2 separate regions of the Sus scrofa genome follow, and region 2 is linked to region 1. Evidence: chromatin contacts called from public Hi-C data. All regions are on one chromosome and are shown on one strand. The core of a region is the stretch at or near the end of the contact, and the rest is flanking DNA. Distances in the headings are between cores, read along the strand shown.

Region 1 (2,700 bases), core at 150-2,649:
AGGGGGTCCCATGGGGTAACACAGAGCCAGCACTAGCCCCGGGCCTGCAACACAGCAAGTGGTTAGCACACTGTTTATACGACTGCCCTTATTTTTATTTTTTTATTTTTTGTCTTTTTGCCTTTTCTAGGGCTGCTTCCCCCGGGATATGGAGGTTCCCAGGCTAGGGGTCGAATCGGAGCTGTAGCCACCGGCCTACACCAGAGCCACAGCAACTCGGGATCCAAGACACATCTGCAACCTACACCATAGCTCACAGCAACGCCGGATCCTTAACCCACTGAGCAAGGCCAGGGATGGAACCCGCAACCTCATGGTTCCTAGTCAGATTCGTTAACCACTGAGCCATGACGGGAACTCCAAGCATGGAATTCTTGAGTAAAGATTCTGGCTGAGTAACAAGCAGCTGACCTGAGATATAAAACGAGTGGGTGACTGGAAGGTGGCACACACTGCACACATTCGAAGACAGTCTCAGAGTCAATGGTCTTGCAAGACAAAGAAGGAAGAAAACAAACATTTCATTCTCCTCCCCTCTGTCCCCAAGAAAATCAAGAAATAACATTACTTACAGATTGCAGGTCATCAAGAGATAGAAAAGCACAATGGAAACATTCTTCATGATGCTAGAATAAAACAACCAACCTTTGACTCTTTAGGAAATAGAGCATAATTAGTTGCTCAGCATCTCAGAGTATGAGATGCAATAGATCCAGCCTTGGATTAAAAAAAAAAAAAAAAAAACAACAACAAAACTGGCTGTAACAAGAGGGCATTTCAATATCAAGTTATGAATATGTTTGATTCTCCTTCTCTCCATTGCCAGCAAAAACCAGGAAATGGTATTAGTAAGGATTCGAAGTAACCCTTCTGCTACAGCCTTTTTTTTTTTTAATCTGAGGCTGGACCTATCTCTTGGACCTAAAACATTTAGATGCTCAGCAGTCGATTTTACTCGATTTTCCAAAGAGTCAAAGTTGTTATTCTCTAGCATCACGAGGAATGTTTCCATATGCTTGTCTAGTTCTTTATACATGTCATTAGCATGGTAATACATTTCAAGGTCCAGTTAGTTGCCAGAAACTTTGTTCCCAGAGACTGAAATACAACAGTTGTCCCAGGAATCCCATTCCAGGGTGGCTTTCCGTTCTCGCCTGCCCTCTCTGCGGGCACTGCTTGGGCAGACAAGCCTGCCTCATACTCCTTTTAAGGAAAGTGGCTCCAACAGGTTCCTTCCTGCACAAGCTGCTATCTTTCAGAGCAGCGGGGTTTGTTAGTGAAAACAGACTCTGCTTTTCCTGTCATGGGTGATGGGTGGGGACAGCGCAGGCAAAGCAGCCATGTATGGGTTGGGCACGTGAAGGAGGCCTGTGGGTGAAGACCTCCGGTGAACTCTGCCCAGTCTTGAGAGTTCAAAACACGGTGGCAGCAGAGCAAACCAGATCTGCCACAGAGGGGAGGTGAGCAGAGAAGGCAGCTCAATGAACCGCAGCCTGCGGTCTGAACAAAGCTGAGCACCTTTTCCGGTTCTCTGAGAGGTTGGCTGTATATCCCAAGTTGGCCTGGCTGAACTGGCTGCTAAGGGGTGACCCCCTGTGTGCCCACATGCCCTGAGTTCCTGTGCAACAGCCTCACGACAGCCACTGACGGTAACAAGGCAGGCAGGGGCAACGCTGTGGTCTCCTGCTGGCCTGACCTGAGGCTCTCTCTGGATTTCTCTCCAGCTTAAGTTCTGGCCCACACTCCCAGCCTCAGAAACAACACCCCACCCCCTTTCTCAATAATTTCCTTTTTTTTTTTTTTTTTTTTTTGGTCTTTTTAGGGCCAGAGGTGCAGCATATGGAGGTTCACAGCTAGGGGCAGAATCAGAGCTGTAGGCGCTGGCCTACACGACAGCCACAGCAACACAGGATCCAAGCCTCGTCTGCAACCTACACCACAGCTCACGGCAATGCCGGATCCTTAACCCACTGAGCAAGGCCAAGGATTGAACCCATGTCCTCGTGGATCCTTGTCGGGTTGGTTAACCACTGAGCCACGAAGGGAACTCCAGTAATCTCCATTTCTAAAACAGTAAAAAGTGAGTGTGGCGGAAGGGGGTTGTGTGTGATTATATTTATTGAGCTACAATTTATGTAGAGTAAAATCTACCCTTTGTAGTGTACAGCGCTAGAGCTGGGCATAGTGGTCTCATCATTGCCATTGTCCAGGTATAATCAAGATAGGGAACATTTCCATCTCCCTGAAAGTTCCCTCGTGCTCCTTTGTAGTCAGCCCTTCCCTCTGCCTCCAGCCTCTCGCAACCCCTGGGCTTTGGCATTTCCCCAGTGCCCTGTAAAAGAAATCATATAAAGCCTTCTTGATGGAGTGCCTGTCGTGGCGCAGTGGTTAATGAATCCGACCAGGAACCATGAGGTTGCGGGTTCGATCCCTGGCCTTGCTCAGTGGGTTAAGGATCCAGCGTTGCCATGAGCTGTGGTGTAGGTCGCAGACGCGGCTCGGATCCTGCATTGCTGTGGCTCTGGCGTAGGCCGGTGGCTACAGCTCTGATTCGACCCTTAGCCTGGGAACCTCCATATGCCACGGGAGCGGCCCTAGAAAAGGCAAAAAAAAAAAAAAAAAAGACAAAGCCTATTTGAACCACCATGTACCTTGCCCAGCTCTCTGTTAGCACATCATACTCTGCATTATTATTATTTT
Region 2 (2,700 bases), core at 113-2,612, 1.1 Mb before region 1:
CATTCTGACAATTGCACCAGAATGGGGTCTTACCATAGAGAACAGACTTGTGGTTGACAAGCGGGGGTGTGTGTGGGGGGTGTTATGGAGGGAGGGATTGGGAGTTTGGGATTAGCAAATGTAAACTAGTATATATAGCATGGTTAAACAACATAGTCCTACTGCATGGCACAGGGAGCTATTCTCAATATCCTGTGATAAACCATAATAGAAATGAATACGAAAAAGAATATATATAACTGAATACTTCGCTGTACAACAGAAATTAATACAACATTGTAAATCAACTATACTGCAATAAACTTACTTTTTTTTTAATTTTTAAAAATGTTTGCTTTTTAGGACCACACATGCAGCATATGGAAGTTCCCAGGCTAGGGGTCAAATCAGAGCTGCAGCCACCGGTCTAAACCACAACTCATGGCAACTCCGGATCTTTAACCCACTGAGCAAGGCCAGGGATCGAACCAGCATCCTCACAGATACTAGTCAGGTTCATTACTGTTGAGCTACAGTGAGAACTCCCCCAAGAACGTACATTTAAAAAACAAAAACAAGGAGTTCCTGTCGTGGCTCAGTGGTTAACGAATCCGACTAGGAACCATGACATTGCAGGTTCAATCCCTGGCCTCCTCAGTGGGTTAAGGATCCAGTGTTGCCATGAGCTGTGCTGTAGGTTGCAGGCACGGCTCGGATCCCGCGTTGCTGTGGTTGTGGTGTAGGCCGGCGGCTACAGCTCCGATTGGACCCCTAGCCTGAGAACCTCCATATGCCGCAGGTGCGGCCCTAAAAAGCCAAAATAAACAACAAAAACCAAAAACAAGATGGGGTCTTACTTCACAGAGTAGTGGCCAAGCATGTGCTGGAAACCTGGCTTTGTGCTCAGCTGGGGGGGGGTCCCTGGGCATGTCACCCGGGCTGTCAAAACTGCCACCTGGCTTCTCTAGCTTCCATATCCTTTCTGTAAATCTGAGACAGCAGTGCCTCCCGAGTAAGGCTGTTGTGAGGAGACTTAAAGTGAGTAAAATGCTTTGCCTGTTGGGAGCTGAGGTAGGAGGTGCTCGCTAAGTTGGCGCAGCTGGTGTTATTACTGCCTGTGTGACCTTGGCAGGCACTTTCATCTTTCTAGGTCTTCGTTTCCTCACTTGTGTCTTGTGGGCCAGATGACCTCGGAGGCGTCTCTGGTTTGAGCAGTCCATTATCCTCTGACACACAAGATTCTTTGCCTCAACCCTGGCCCTGCCTGTCCAACGCAGGAGATGAGACCATTTGCTGCTGCCGTTGCAAGGCTCAGACAGCGGAGACCTCGGACAGCCCAGAAGGCTTGTTTACTGCTCCCTTTGGACAGAGTTCCAAGGTTCCGGGACGAGGAGCAAACTGGGACGTCTCTCTAACCACAGGGGTAGAAGAGAGAGCGGGGTGCTGGGCAGCAGGGCCTGGGGGTGTGGACAACAACCACACTCAAAACGCTGCTTCAAGGGGGGATAAACATGCTCTTGGGACAAGGTCACGACAGACCTGTCGGCATTTGCTTGGGGACCCAGCACCAACTCCTGGGATCCTACCCCCAAAATAGATGGCAGCCGACTGGGGAAGACAGCTCTCCTCTTTCAGAAAAGCATTTCCCTCTGGACTCTGGTTGAATGAGGCAAAGTCTTTGCTTTCTGAACGAGGCACTGTGGATGGTTATTTAAAAGTGAGAAAGAGGAGTTTCCTTGTGGCTCAGGCGGTTAAGGATCCAGCATTGCCACTGCAGCAGCTTGGGTTGCTGCTGTGGTGCATGTTCAGTTCCTGGCCTAGGAACTTCCACATGCTGCAGGTATGGCCACACAAAAAACAAAAAACAAAAAAAAAAGAAAAAAGCAAGAGAGAGGAACTGAAAGAGGACTTGGATGAAATCAAAGCTTGTATCTCTGGGCTGCAGCAGACAGAAAGATAGGGTGAAGGCAGGTGGCACCCTACCAAATGCTCTTCGCCCTGCCTAATATGTCCTTAGCTCAAGCACATCACAGCACAAGGATTGAGTACCTTGGACACAGAGGAGAAGGAAAGGCTTCTTTTCCTTAGAGCCGGGTCGCTAGGGCAGAGGCTAAGGGGTTCAGACTGACTTATTCCCAGAGTATCTTGGGTCAATCCCATGTCCAAAGCAAAGGCATAAACCCGGGACTATGTACAGGGCGCGTTTTCTAGTCCATATTTTCTCAGAGCCTCATTTCTTTGGGGCCTCCCCTGATGTCCACTAGTCTTTTCCAGATGTCAGTTAAGAAGCTGGCTTCCAGCTGGTTGGAAGCATTGTTCATTAAGATATTTACAAGACTCTAGGCCTTTGGATGACAAGCCACAGGGCTTCTGTCACCCTTCCATCTGGAAGTTTTCTGCTAAATGACAAACTTCCTGAGGTTTTTCCCTTCGCATCTTGTACAGTACTAAACTTTCAAGATTACATTTCAGTTTTTTATACCATCTCTCATTTTGTGCCACTCACTCCATGCCTCATCAGTGTGAAAGAAACATCTGCTACAGAAAAGTGGCTTGACTGGGTAAGGGCCGCTGCACGCTAGCTGCCATCCCTGTGTGCCTCTGTCACTCTGTCCCCTGCCTGGGCTCAGAAGGGTGAAAACTACAAGAAACCTTAGAGATCATGTGTTCTCATTTAACACTCGCCTGCTCCCGGATCCATCATGCCATGGCCCTATGCTT

What was found. A called contact is a pair of places that touch in the nucleus more often than the background predicts.
Region 2: a Hi-C map of fetal liver shows a contact between it and region 1, with 16 times the contacts expected there. The contact joins two enhancer-like sites. A contact is called at or near these places in 2 of 5 promoter capture datasets (fetal liver and liver), 7 of 47 Hi-C or Micro-C datasets (blood, differentiating spermatogonia, embryonic fibroblasts and 3 more) and 1 of 2 datasets of contacts at active chromatin or transcription factors (alveolar macrophages).

The regions. Positions count from the first base shown.
Region 1 is chr8:30,351,165-30,353,864 of Sscrofa11.1, reverse strand. No RefSeq gene overlaps it. Among named protein-coding and RNA genes, the nearest start is that of KLHL5, 9.1 kb to the left of the region's middle. Within about 2 kb of position 1,399, at least 30 of the 83 cell types and tissues checked have an H3K27ac peak or open chromatin away from gene starts, as enhancers often do. A contact at or near this core is called in fetal liver and liver, where this site is marked.
Region 2 is chr8:31,492,568-31,495,267 of Sscrofa11.1, reverse strand. No RefSeq gene overlaps it. Among named protein-coding and RNA genes, the nearest start is that of CHRNA9, 51 kb to the right of the region's middle. Within about 2 kb of position 1,362, at least 6 of the 83 cell types and tissues checked have an H3K27ac peak or open chromatin away from gene starts, as enhancers often do. A contact at or near this core is called in fetal liver and liver, where this site is marked.